Regions from separate parts of the Sus scrofa genome. Here all the other regions are linked to region 3. Evidence: chromatin contacts called from public Hi-C data. All regions are on one chromosome and are shown on one strand. The core of a region is the stretch at or near the end of the contact, and the rest is flanking DNA. Distances in the headings are between cores, read along the strand shown. Region 1 overlaps PAK4 (serine/threonine-protein kinase PAK 4). Region 2 holds the start of NCCRP1 (F-box only protein 50). Region 3 holds the start of PAK4 (serine/threonine-protein kinase PAK 4).

Evidence for each region. Hi-C and Micro-C count contacts between places; a contact is called where the count stands out from the background.
Region 1: a contact with region 3 is called in a Hi-C map of skeletal muscle, with 2.8 times the contacts expected there. The contact joins the enhancer-like site here to the promoter of PAK4 in region 3. A contact is called at or near these places in 13 of 47 Hi-C or Micro-C datasets (alveolar macrophages, blood, epiblast stem cells and 6 more) and 2 of 2 datasets of contacts at active chromatin or transcription factors (alveolar macrophages and skeletal muscle).
Region 2: a contact with region 3 is called in a Hi-C map of skeletal muscle, with 8 times the contacts expected there. The contact joins the promoter of NCCRP1 here to the promoter of PAK4 in region 3. A contact is called at or near these places in 3 of 5 promoter capture datasets (fetal liver, liver and skeletal muscle), 28 of 47 Hi-C or Micro-C datasets (adipose tissue, alveolar macrophages, blood and 15 more) and 2 of 2 datasets of contacts at active chromatin or transcription factors (alveolar macrophages and skeletal muscle).

The regions. Positions count from the first base shown.
Region 1 is chr6:47,902,298-47,907,020 of Sscrofa11.1, forward strand. PAK4 (serine/threonine-protein kinase PAK 4) reads left to right here. Exons shown (of 10, transcript XM_005664597.3): 2 at 258-331; 3 at 1,621-1,876; 4 at 4,567-4,723. The coding sequence starts at 1,673. Among named protein-coding and RNA genes, the nearest start is that of NCCRP1, 21 kb to the right of the region's middle. Within about 2 kb of position 2,689, at least 20 of the 83 cell types and tissues checked have an H3K27ac peak or open chromatin away from gene starts, as enhancers often do. A contact at or near this core is called in omental adipose tissue and skeletal muscle, where this site is marked.
Region 2 is chr6:47,923,916-47,928,293 of Sscrofa11.1, forward strand. It overlaps NCCRP1 (F-box only protein 50), which reads left to right and starts at 1,964. Exons shown (of 7, transcript XM_021094363.1): 1 at 1,964-2,313; 2 at 2,877-3,254; 3 at 3,843-3,905; 4 at 3,990-4,041. The coding sequence starts at 2,139. It overlaps LOC110260985 (a long non-coding RNA gene), which reads right to left and starts at 3,834. Exons shown (of 3, transcript XR_002344653.1): 1 at 3,190-3,834.
Region 3 is chr6:47,867,654-47,871,967 of Sscrofa11.1, forward strand. PAK4 (serine/threonine-protein kinase PAK 4) reads left to right here and starts at 1,951. Exons shown (of 10, transcript XM_005664597.3): 1 at 1,951-2,160.

The sequences.
Region 1 (4,723 bases), core at 1,439-3,938, 35 kb after region 3:
CACCCAGTGCGATTCCCTTTGGTCTTTGGGTCTCCACTGCTGTAGCCCCTCTTCTGGGAAGCCCCCCTTATCCCCACCCTGCCATCCCTCCAGGCTGAGTCTGGTGTTCTGTGCCCCCAGCCCCAGGACACTGGGCTGTTGGTTGTCTCGTTGTGTCCCAAGCACTGACCAGCGCAAAGCTGGGCACAGAGGAGTGCGTTAAAACCGGGCGAGTGACTGCATGAGCGGGGGAATGATGTTTTCTTCCCGTTTTGCAGATGAGTAACCCGAAGCCCCAACAAGAGACGTCACCTGCCCGAGGGCACTTCTAGCACAACCAGCATCAAACCAGGTCTGTGAGACCCCAGGGCCCATGTGTGGGACAGGGACAGGGGGGAGTCCCCAGGGTCCCTCCTCTCAGGCACTGCTCGGAGGAATCCTGAGCATCAGAAGAGCAAACGCCCTCCGTTCGTGCCCAGCCCAGCGCCCGGCTCTGCTCCTGTGAGCTCATTAATCCTCCTGGCAGCCTTATGGGGTTGATCCGAGGCACAGACAGGTTAAGTCACTTGCCCAAGGTCACACATAGTAGGCGGCTGAGAGATTTGCACCCTGGCCGCCTGGCTCCCCTGCCCGTCATTTCTCTGGTCCCCCTGTGGGACACCACTATCACATGTGTCCCCATCGGCCCCTTTCGTTCTCAAATCAGCTTTCATGGAGCATTTACCTAGTGCTTGGTACTGTACTGAGGAGCAGACGGAAGACCACAGACCCTAAAGACAGGGACTGTTGGGAGTTCCCTTGTGGCACAGCGGGTCCAGGATCCAGTGGTGTCACTGCAGCGGCTCAGATCGCTGCTGGGACATGATGTGAGTTTGATTCCTGGCCCGGGAACTTCTCTGCATGCCACGGGCTCAGTCGAAAAGCCAGACAGGGACTGTGTGGTCTGTAAGCGTCCGTTAGGAAGTGGGTCTTTCCCCGCCGGCTGATCTTGCTGAAGCGCTTCCTTTCTCTGAGCCTCAGTGTCCTCATCCATAACGTGGGAGGGTCGCGGTGAGGCTACCTAGATGTCACACGTAGGACAGGGGCTTAGAAACCACTGGTTGAATGAGTCACCAAAGGTCTGTGGTGTCTGCAGCCCAGATTCCAGGCGGGAAAGCAGGACGGGGGTCACGGGCGTTTGGGAACCGCCCCTGAGCACAACCTCTGTGCAGGGGCATGGGGGTGGGACACCATAAAGCTGGGCAGATGGGACCTGGCCCGTGGCCCTGAGGGTCTGATGATGGGGGGTGAAAACAGTGAACTAATAAGCACAGGACCGAACAGAGGATTTCCGGACATTAAACACGCTCCGAAATGCGACGGGAGTACCCTGGGGTGTGGGGCGTTCAGAGAAGGAGTCGCTGACAGCTCTGACGCCTGAGGAGGGGAGGGAGAGCGCCCTGTGTGGATGCCAGGGAAGAGTGTTCCCCTCAGCGGGAACAGCCAGTGCAAAGGCCCTGAGGTTTGGAAGCCAGTGTGCACGAGAAGGGGAGGCGATGGGGCAGGGCTCTGAGCAAGGGACCTGACTCCTTGGGCTGCGTGTGGGGACAGACTGGAGGGGGAGAAAGGGCAGGTTCTGGTGAGCTCCCCCCTCTCCCGCAGGCCTGCTGTTAGGAGCGCAAATTCGTGCCCTCATCACACAGAGCCTGGCGCCATGTTCGGGAAGAAGAAGAAGCGGGTTGAGATCTCAGCGCCGTCGAACTTTGAACACCGTGTGCACACGGGCTTCGACCAGAACGAGCAGAAGTTCACGGGGCTGCCCCGCCAGTGGCAGAGCCTGATCGAGGAGTCGGCTCGCCGGCCCAAGCCCCTTGTTGACCCCGCCTGCATCACCTCCATCCAGCCCGGGGCCCCCAAGGTACACTGGCACCTACTCTCCACCTCTCCCAACCCACACCTACCCCCGGGACGATCCCACACCTGACCCTGCAGCCAGCACCTCCCCTTCTTGCCGACCTCCAGACAGACATTGCCCACCCCCCACCCTCACCTCACCCTCCACCATTGACCCCCCATGCTGACCTGGAACCTCACGCCCTGAGCTCTGTGCTCCTGTCCCCGGGACCACCAACTCCTCCTGGGCCTTCACAGGGCTCCTATGGCAGGTGGTGGGACAGGCGGGTTCCCCCCTGCCCTGCCAAGTGGTCAGGGCTGGGCTGGGGATGCTGGAGAGGTCGCCTAACTCAGCCCTGGGGGCCAGGCTGGCCTGTTGGAACAGGGGCCGCCCTAGCGGAGCCCTGACAGCCTAGGATGAGGAGGCGTCACTGAGGCAGTCGGTAGGCAGACAGGGCTTTTAGTGGAAGGAGCAGCCCCCATGCAGCATTGGGGTGTCTTTGGGGTTTTTGCCGTCTTGAGCAAAAAGGGCAGCGCCAGGGTTTGAGTGGAGGTCTGCTTCCAAGGCCCATGCTCTTAATCCCCCTCCTGCCTCTGTGGTCCAAGCTCCCGGGTGCGGCCTCTGGTGAGGCTGGTCTGGTCGGGGGTGCGGCCCCCAGCCTGGAAGCCGGCCTTCTTGGAGCACGGGCTGTATCCAAAGGGCAGCGGGAACCAGGAAGGGCTGCGGGCCAGGGGAACGCAGCCAGGGTTGTTCCGAGGGGTGGAGATGGGCGTGCCGGGCAGCAGGCTCAGCGCCCAGGGGCAGGCCTGCGGCTGACTCATCCTCTCCCGGTGCCCAGTGCGGGCCTGGTGGGGGTGGGCCCCAGGTGGTGGGCAAGGTGGGCAGAGACAGGAATGCGGACACTGTCCCCCAGCGTCTCCATCTGGCGGCCCCCTGAGGTGCTCGTGCGCCCTGTGCAGGGGGCATCTGGATGCTTTGACATCTCTGCCTCTGTTTAAAGAAGCAAGTGACTTCGTATCCCGATCTTTATTTCTAGCTTCTGGCAAATTGGCTGGGGCCACTGGAGGGGTGGCTGCCTCTGCAGGCACAGGCGGGGTGCTGACCCTCCTGGGCCCGCAGGCCCCACCCAGCTCACCTCAGTTCCATCCCCTGCCTGGCCCATGGCTGCTTGCCTGCTGGTTCTGTCCCCACTCTGGCACCTCCTAAAATCAAGCCCCCCGCTCAGCCTGCCAGCCATGAGCCCTACCTGGGACTGTGTCCGCCACCTTGTCTTAAGTCACAGGAAGTGCCACAGTGCCACATGGGCTGGCACTGTCCTGACTGGGGCCCCGTGGGCACTTGTGTCTGCTGCCCTCAGCTGGGCCTCTCCCTAGTCCTCCCAGAGTCTCTCCCGCCCCCAGGGACTCGCCATGTCTTTCTCCAGCACCCAAGTCTGGCCTCTGCTTTACCAGGTCTCTGAGCAGAGCCAGGCTTCCAGGCTGGCAGCCAAGGCCCGGGTGAGGCAGGGGGCAGGGGCTGGCCCCACAGGGCCACGGCGGCCTGTAAGTGGGTTTCGTGGGCTCCGTGTTTCTGGCTTTAGGATGTCTGGGACCCCATTGACAGGACAGGGCTGGGGGGCCCATAGCCTCTGCTCCCCTCAGCCTCCTCCCAGCCTGCCTCACTCACAGGTTCAGCACATGTTTATTGAGCACCTTCTGCATACCAGGCGCTGACGTAGTCAGAGCAGAAACAGGAACAAAACCATGGCTTTTTGCACAGCGGACGGCTGTACGCCTGCTCTAAGTCGCTGGCTGTCAGTGCTGCAGAGAAAAGAAGGACAGAGCGTGACAGGGGGACGGCATTGTAGACCACAGGCAGCCAGCAAAAGCATACCTCTGAGAAGTGGAGTTTCCAGCAAAGACCTGAAGGCTGGGGAGGTGTTCCAGGAGCGGGAACAGCCAGTGCAAAGGCCCTGAGATTGGAGCGCCTCTGGTGTGTTTGAGGAGCAGTTAGGAGGCCCGTGTGTCTGCAGCTGAGTGAGGGGCAGGGTGAACCCTGGAGGCTGTGACCTGGATCAGGGTGGGTGGCCGTGCCTGATGAGAGTGGATTCGGGACCCACTTTCCATGGGTATTCTCATTTGCCAGCCTGGCTTCTGGGGCACTCGTGCCCTCTGCTTTGGGTCTACTTTGGGCCTAAACCTTTCCGACTCTCCCTTTACCCCACCCTGAGCCTCCAGGGGAACAGAGAGCCGGGTTTGGGATTAGCAGCCCTGGCAGGCTGCAGGGGAAGAAGTGCCAAGCTGGGCCCTCGCCCCAGCCTCCTGTAATTAGCTGCTCTCAGGGGCTGATTACGGGGTGGCGTGGCCTCGGCCGCCTTCCCCTCCACCCCTCCCCGGCCAGGGACTGCCCCCCAGCCTGAAGAGCAAGGGAAGGGCAGGGGGTGCCTCTCAGAGTGCAGGAGGCCTCCATCCTGGGGGGGCGACAGCCTGACGGATGGGGAGGTTGTCCTGCAGCTGCCCTCCCGCCACACGTGGCCAGGTGCCGGGAGGGGCTGCGGGGCCTCCCTAGTCCTGCCACTCCCGCCCCGCCCCATCATCACCCCATGGCATTTCTTCATTCCGTCTCTGTCTTGTCTCTGTGTGTGTTGTGTCGTCCTGTCCTTGTGTGTCGGATACACGTCCTGTGTCCCCCTCCTCCTTGCCCGGCCCCTGCCCTGCCTTTGCCCCGGACCCCAGACCATCGTGCGGGGCAGCAAAGGTGCCAAGGATGGGGCCCTCACGCTGCTGCTCGACGAATTTGAGAACATGTCGGTGACACGCTCCAACTCCCTGCGGAGAGACAGCCCGCCGCCACCTGCCCGTGCCCGCCAGGAAAACGGGATGCCCGCGGAGC
Region 2 (4,378 bases), core at 714-3,213, 56 kb after region 3:
TTGAAAATATACATTTTGAATAAGTCCCTGGGTGAATCTGATGTGTTCTAAGGTTTAGGAACCAGAAGCATGGAGAGAGGGCAGGGCATTCTGAGTGGAAACAACCTCCAGGGCAAAATCCCTGACCTGAGAGAGAACAGGGACCAGCAATCCAGGGCCTCAAACACTGGCAAAGAGCTGGCTGGTTTTCTTTTTTCCTCCCAAGGGCACTGGGGAGCCATGGCAAGTTTAAGTGGGAGAGTGACTGCTTGGGTTTCAGCTTTCATAAGACCCCTCTGGCTGAGGAGTTTGTGTGTGTGTGTAAGAGAAGGGGGTGAGGATCCCAAGAAGGAGATGATGCAGAAACCGTGGCAGGTGCAGGGGGGCGGGGGGCAGGCAAAGGACAGGCGGACAGGCGTCCATCTCCATCTACAGACTGGCTTCCTTTGTGTAGGTCTCTGGCTCTGAACCACTCCCTGCCCTGGATTCTGACCCAGGAACAGCTCTGACTCCACTAGACAGACACTTCTCCTCCTGACGCTGCCCCTTCCTCCTCCTGCTCCTCCAGTGAAGGCAGGTGGCAGGCGGCCAGACGTGGGTGTGGGTCTGTGTGCCTGCAGTGGCTGCAGGAGTGCCTCTGGTTATGCGTGTGTCATGGACTCCTGCCGGTGTCTGTCTGGGAATCTCCCGGGGGCTTCCAGGTGCAGCGGGGCTGTTTCGCATTAGTTGGTTCGCCCCCTCCCATGGGTCCTCCTTCCCCCCCAGGCCCCTGACGAATTCCTAAGTTTTCCAGGTCAGGTTACTTACTTCACCTCTCCTGCCTCAGTTTCCCAACCTGTGAATGGGGTTCCCCCCTCCCAGGGTTGTAAGATGTAATGAGTTAAAGACAGACACTCAAAAAGGTGTAACCACTGGAGTTCCTGTTGTGGCTCAGCAGGTTATGAACCCACCTAGTATCCATGTGGATGAGGGTTTGCTCCCTGGCCTCGCCCAGTGGGTTAAAGGAGCTCGAGTTGCCATGACTGTGGCGTGAGCCAGCAGCTGCAGCTCTGATCCAACCCCTAGCCTGGGAACGTCCATATGCTGCAGGTGCGGCCCTCAAAAAAGAAAAAAGAAAATGTAACCCTTATCCCCTATCGGTTTCTGTGAGCCACTCTCCCCCATACTGGGGGGGGGGGTGCAATTTGAATCTGTAGCCCTGCGTATCTCATTTGAGACTAGGTGTCCAACTGCTCACGTGCCAGCTGTGCAACCTTGGGTGAGTTACTAGATCTCTCTGTGTTTCAGTTTCCTCATCTGCCAAGTCGGAGTAACAATAGCCTCTATTTCCTACAGATGATGTGGAGATTGAATTAATTACGCCACTTAAAGAAATTTAGAACAATGCCTAGCACACAGGCTGCCCTTAATTACAGGAGCATCAATTTCGGGTGTGAGTTCAACTCCCAATGCCTGCAGCAGGCGGCTCCTGGCGTCTTTTGGGAATCTGGGGCAGGAAGAACCCATGGAAGTGCATGGGGTGATTTGGGATAGTAGGAGACTGGGCCTCCCAGGGGGGGGCCTGTGTTTCCTCATCCGTGAATTAGGGGTAACAGCAGCTCCCCACTTAGGGTTGGTGTGCAGTCACACAGGTGCTGGAGCTCATGGGGATGGAACCCAACTCCACACACATTCAATATTATCTTTCCTTTATCTATAAAAAGGTCCTTAACAGTAGCAACACGTCTTTTTTTTTTTTTTTTTTTTTTGCTTTTTAGGGCCACACCTGTGGCATATGGAGGTTCCCAGACTAGGAGTTGAATCAGAGCTACACCTGCCAGCCTACGCCAGAGCCACAGCAACGCCAGCCGAGCCAAGTCTGTGACCTACACCACAGCTCACCAGAGCCGTAACCCACTGAGCAAGGCCAGGGATTGAACCTGCAACCTCATGGTTCCTAGTCCGATGCGTTTACGCTGCACCAGGACAGGAACTCTGCAACTTCATCCTTAAACCACACACCACCCCTCCGACCCCATTAGTGGATGAAATGAACCTGTAAGCACTTGGGACAGGACCCAGCAAGCAGAAAGCACTTATTGTGGTGCTTGTTACCAGTAACCCATGTGGAACTCTGCCTGTGCTTACCTGGGCAGAGTGTGGGATGTGGCCTGGGCAGGATGTGGCCATGGGCATCTGGCCCTACAGGTTCCTCCGCCAGGCCATTTCCATCGCACCGCACCCCGGCCTCCTGCCCCCACCATCGCTCCAGCCCTCACCCCAAACTCCCTATGACCTCCGAGGCTGGCGGCTTTGGCAGCCCCAGAAAGGGGTGCCAGGCACCCTGTTACCCAGGTGGGGTAGCCGCTTCCTGTTCCGATGCTGTCTCCGGGTCTCCCTGGGGTCTGGCATCTCTGGGAGGCCCCATCTCTGGCTCCAGGTCTCTCTCTGTCCTCCACTGCCCCTCCCCCTCCCCACTAGGTTTCCGGAACAGGAAACGTCAGGGTCCCAAGGTTGGGTCCCAGGTGAGGGCGGAGGAGAAGGAAGTAGCAGAGGCAGAGCTTCTCCTCCCACCCCCACCGCCTAGCTGAGAGTGGGGGTGGGGAGAAAGAGGGGGCTTCATTAATGAACCTCTAATTCGGCCATGCGGGATCTTAACGAGGTGGATGGGCCTTATTAGAGAGCAAGAGCCCTGGCATTAGTGCCTGCCTGTGTCACACCCCTCTTCCGGGGCTGGTGTCTGGATCCTCAGCGGCCCTGGGAAATTGGGGCAGGAGGCTTGGGAAACGGAACAGGTCCGGGGCTGGACTCCTGCCTTCAGAGAGAAGGAGGGGCTGGGCCCTGGACTCCCGGGTCTGAGGGAGGAGGGCCCGGGGGCCCCGATCCGTCCCCCAACACACCCCTCTCTGAAATGCCAGTCGACGGGCTCCGCCCTCTCCCGCCCCGGGTTAACCCCGAGCCTGGCGGAGGAGCCGGGACAGTTGCCCAGACCCGACGGATGGAGGAGGTGCGGGACCCACAGGCGCTTGGCGGCGGGATGGAGGCGGACGAGCCCGCGAGCCCCCAGGAGCCGCCGTCGCCGCCGCCACCCCCGTCGCCGCTGGCGCCCGCGGCCCCCGAGACCCCCGGGCTCCCCACGCTCGAGCAGCCGACCGAAGCCTACGCACGGCAGCTGCTGCTGCAGGAGTGGGCGCCGCCGGGCGGGAGCCTGGAGCTGCCCCCGCGCCTCACCTGGAAGCTGCTCTTCCTCCGGCGGCCGCTGTACCGCAACCTGCTGCGTTCGCCCAACCCCGAAGGTGCGCGACGGGGTCCTCGCGAGACAGGAGCCGCCGGGAGTTCGCCACGTCTCCGCCTTCTCCCCCTAGGCTCGCGCTCTCAGACCGTCTGTCTCTTCTTTCCGTCCGTTTCCTTGTCTCCCTCTTCTATTTCTCCATCCTTGACTCTGCCTCTTTATTTCTCTACATCCCTCTCCGTCTTTTTCCATCATTGTGCCTCTGTCTCCTTGTGTCTCTCTGTCCCTCCTGTGTCTCTGTTTCCGTCTCTCTCTATCTCATGTATCTGTCTACTCTCCCCGGGTCTCTCTGGCTCACACTGTGCCTCTCCCTCTCCCCCTCTGCCAATATTTCGCCTCTCTTGGGGCTTCTCTCTGTCCCTCTGCATCACCACAATGCCAAGCCCCTCTGAGCATTGTCCCTCTGCTCTCAGGACATACTCAGGGCTCTCCCCGGGTCCTGACTCACTCATCCGTGTCAGGCTGCTCTGGCCTGGCAGGCAAGGCACTGATGCCTGCTTTTCCAGTCGAGCCCTGGGGTAGGGAGAGGGGAGCATGAGGAAGGAGGGCAGCTTCTGCCCTGCCTGAGGCTCTCCTTCCTTGCGCCTTTCAGGCATCAACATTTATGAGCCTGCGCCCCCTACTGGTCCCACCCAGCAGCCTCTGGAGACGCTCGGTAAGGGTTTGGTGGCAGCCTGGTGGGGAGGGGGTTTTCCTGGAGAAGGGCCACATTCTAATCCTTTGCTCCTCCGCCCGCCAGGCAATTTCCGCGGGTGGCACATTAGGACTGAGAAGCTCCAACAGAACCTCAGGTAAGTGGCCAGGGCCTGCGTGGCCAGCATTTGATTTCCCGCTCTGGCTTTCCTTGCTGTGGGACCGAGAAAAACTCTTTGCCTCTTTGAACCTCAGCCTCCTGCACTGTAAACAGGATTAGTCATAAGAGAGAATGTCCATAAAACTCAAGGCATAGGGTCTAGCTAGGAGGAGCTGGCACATAGTAGGTGGTCAATAAAGATCCGTTAATATTGTTCCTGTGTTCAGCCTCTTTCCATGGGAGGGAGAGTCAGCCAGGTCACCAGCTATCCTCCATTAAACCAAGCCCTGCTTCTGCACAGCGGGGGAAATGGCGTAACTCAGGGGCTCGAGTCA
Region 3 (4,314 bases), core at 701-3,200:
TTATAATCTTGTGTTTAAAAGATACAAAATTCCTTATAAATGTGTGTTTCCAATACCAGTTTTTTAAAAAAAACTTAGATAAAGTTCCTGATGTGGCTCAACAAGATCTGGTGGCATTTCTGGAGCCTGGGACACAGGTTGGATCCCAGGTCCAGCACAGTGGGTTAAGAGTCTGGCATTGCCGCAGCTATGGCCTAGGCAACTGAGGCTGGGATCTGATCCCCAGCTCAGAGACTACTTATGCCTTGGATATGCCAAAACAGGGAGAAAAAAACCAAAACCAAACAAACAAAAAACAGTAGATAAAGGTATAGGTTTAAAAAAAAAAACTCATTGGAGTTCCCACTATGGCACAAAGGGATCATGGGCATCTTGGGAGCACTTAGACACAGGTTTGATCCCCGGCATCGTGGGTTAAGGAGCCGATGTTGCTGTGACTCAGATTTGATCCCTGGCCCTGGAACTCCAGAACTCCATATGCCACTGGGTGGCCAAAACAAACAAACAAACAAAAAAACAAAAAAACCTCATTACACAGTCACTCATTCATTGCTGCTACAGATGTTAATTAAATGCCCACCATGCGCTAGACACTGTGCTAGGGCAGGGAAGATGCACTAAACATTTAAGAGTATCTCTGAAAAAGTGGCTTTACACCTCATCCAACCATCCATTCAACAAATGGGCAGCCCACAGTGAACAAAACAGACAAAAATCCATGCTCTCATGGAGCTGACATTCCAGCAGGAGAAAAACAATAACTATGATTAGCTAATCATCTAGCCTGTTAGAACGTGATAAGAGGAACAAAAAATAAGAAAAAGCAGAGAAGGTAAGTGGTTTAGTAGCATGTGAGAGGGACTTTGGCTGCTTTAGTCAGGGTGGGCAGGAACAGTCCCACTGATAAGGTGACATTTGAGTAAAACCCTGAAGAAGAGAAGGGACGGAGCCATGAAGGTACCAGGGGGGAGAGTCTATGCCCAACAAAAGGAATAGTCAATGCAATGACCTTGAGGTAGATGAGTACTTGATTTTTTTTTAGCAAAGTGGCTGGAGACCAGTGAGTGAAATCCAGGAAAAAAATGTTTAGTTTACGGGGGTTTCCCATCCTCCTCCCCCTCCTTTTTTTTTTTTTTTTTTTTAAACAAATCAATTACTTCTTTTTTTTTTTTTTTTTTCGTCTTTTTGCCATTTCTAGGGCCCCTCCGCGGCATATGGAGGTTCCCAGGCTAGGAGTCGAATCGAAGCTGTAGATGCCGCCCTACTAGAGTCACAGCAACGTGGGATCCGAACAGCAACTGTAACCTACAGCACAGCTCACAGCAAGGCCAGATACTTAACCCACTGAGCAAGGCCAGAGATCGAACCCGCAACCTCAGGGTTCCTAATCGGATTCGTTAACCACTGAGCCACGACGGGAACTCCAACAAATCAAATAAATACTTTTGAAAAAACTTATTAAAAAGATTAAGATCAATCAGTGTCCTGGTTCCAGGTCAAGTTCCCGGACTCAGACAGACAAAGGTCGTCCAAACTCACTATTTATTGACTATGATCCCAACTGAGCTAGTTCGCCCCGCTGAACCTCAGTTTTTAATCTGTAAAACGGATATTAATAACAGGGTTGTGACGAGTATTCAGCAAGATAATGCAAGTAAAGCACTTGACGGGGTGTCTGGCACATAGTAAAAGTTCAAAAGCTGTTTCTGGCCATAATCACCCATGCCTGCCTTCTACCCCCCATGACTGCTTTTGAGAGAAGGTGGGAAGGACTGTTGCAGGCGCCTAACCATTTTCCCCTTTAAGAATCTCAGCCGGCTGGAGCCAGCCTCCCCGCACCCTTTCCAAATTTTCCAATCCCGGCTTGGCATTTTCCTCCCTAAGGTTTCCGATTGGACGATCTTCACCAATCAGAGGCTGGAGCGGACCCTGCCGGGCACCCAGCTCCGCCCCTGAGCCGGCCCTGCCCCGGGCCGGTCAGCCCCGTTGCTATGGGGACTGGTGGGCGGCGAGGGGGGAAAGCCCCGGATGTTCGTTGGGGATTCAACATGGCGGCAGCAGTGGCCGTGGTGGCGGCGGCGCAAGAGAGCTGAGGGCGGCGTGAGCGCGCCAAGTTCCGGGCCGAGCAGCTAGGCCGCGAGCGACTGCGGTGCCGAGCCGGTAGGATAAGCGATCTGGCCAGGCGACGTGGGGGGGGTCCGGCGATGGCGGTGGGAGAGCGTTTACGGGAATAGGGGGCGGGGCCGCTGGGGTCAAAGTTGACTCGCGAAGGAAAGGGTCGCGTCGTGGGTGGGTCGCGGGTCTACGTTGAACAGGGGGGAGGTGTAGAGTAGGTCAGAGGTCGTGGTAGCAAAGGGGGCGTGGCGAAGGGGTGCAAAATTGGAAATTTGAAGTAGGAGCGTGTTGGAGGGGCAGGGGGGCGAATGTCTAAAAAAATGGGGGTCAATTTGAAGGGAGGATGTGCCTGCGAGGGTCTGAGAGTTGGAGGTTTAGGGCAGCAGCTAGTGGAGCAAATGAATGAGATTTAGGTTGGGGGACATCTGTATGGGATCAAAAGTGGGGCCTGACCAAAGGGGGCAAAGATCAGAACCTGGTGGCCCGACAGGTGATGTTCTCAGGGGTCAGAAGTTAAAACCCAGGTGGGACGTGTTGCTGAAGAGGAGGGGTAGGACATTCAAGAACAAGGTCAAGGGTGCTTCCTGCGGGGGCGGGGGGGGGCGGGGGAGGGGAAGAGGAGAAAGCCCTCCTCCCACAGATGATGAAAATAAGAGCAAACACTCCTAGAGCACTTACTGTGTGTCAGGCTCTGTTCTAAATGCTTTACATTACCTTTGATCGTGAACACAACCTTATGGGCTTGGTGCCATTATTAAGAGGTTAAGTGATTTGCCCAGGGTCTTCTCATGAGTAAGTGGTGCAGCTCAGATTTGAACTCGGGGTTCAGAGTTGTAGGCTCCGCAGGCTCTCAGATTCTCATGATGTTGGTTGATGCTTAATGAGAGTTAACATTGTACTCAGCGCCCTGTGTGCCCGGACTTATACCATAATCTTGTGAAGTGGGTACCAGATGGACCCACTTTACAGACAGACAAAGTGAGGCTCAAAGAGTTTCTACTGAGTGACAGAAGCAGATTCCAAGCTGAATCTTGAATGACCCCAGAGCTCCTGGCCCTAGTCACCACATCGTAGCTTGCTGAAGGTCTGTTCCTGGAAGCAGGGGGCTGGGCTGGGCAGGGCTGTCTCTTTGGCCTCCATGGAGGGGTGTGATCTGGGAGGAGAGGCTCCCCTGGGCCTGTGGGATGGGGTGTTTGTGGGTGGCCCAGAGTCCGAGGGAGTCTGACAGGCTTCTGGCGGGGGTCCTGGGGCGGTACCCTGGACAGAGTCGGGTGTTCTCTGTATTTAAAACCCCAGGCTCTCATCATGGTCTTCAGGCACGCCCATCCCACTTCCTACTGCTCTCCCCATCCCTCCCCAAGGTCCAAGCACACCGGCCTGTTTGCTCTTCAGCTCCATGGGCTCATGCCTCCCTCCAGGTCTTTGACTTTCCAGTTGCCTCTAATCTGGAACCTGCGCCTGACCAGCCTGCCCCCAGACACTCCTTATCTCGCTATTGTTCTCTATCTCGATGCTGGGCCCCTCGAGGGCAGGAATTTCTCCAGGTTGTCCTTTCCCTGAGTTTCCACCTGAAGCACTGCCTCGTCTGCAGAGTCTGCAGAGGATGCTGGTCGGTGGGGATTGAATGTTGGGCACGGGGCTGGGTGCTGTGTGCTGAGTCTGCAGCAGTGGACAAAATACACAGAGCCCCTGGCCCCTGAGGGCCCTCAGTGTCCCTCGGTGGGAGCAGACTGGACCCAGACCCCTAGCCTGTGATACATGGCTCCATCTCTACCAGTGGTGATGCCACCTGCGAGGACATGTTCCGGGGACCCGGAGAATGTCCAACCGGGGCCAAGAACTCTGTCCCTGGGCAAGCTCTGAAGGACGAGTAGGGGGATGGGAAAGCGTTGGCCAGGCAGGAGGAAAGGTGTGAGTGGAGGCCAGGGATGCAGAGTTGGGGGCTTGTGGGCAGCGTGTGGCCTGTGTGAGACCCCTAGGCTGCCCAGCCTGGTGGGGGCATTGGGCAGGGGCCGATGAGTAGCTGCCCCGTGTGTGGCACTCTGGGGTGGTACTAGGGAGTAATTCGAGAGGATGCTGGAGCAAGGGTGCCTGGCTCACACCCAGCTCCATCACTTACAGGCTGTGTGACTGTAGGCTGGGCCTGTTTCCTTCTCTGCAAAATGGGAATAATGATAGTGGCTACCCTGTAGAACTGCT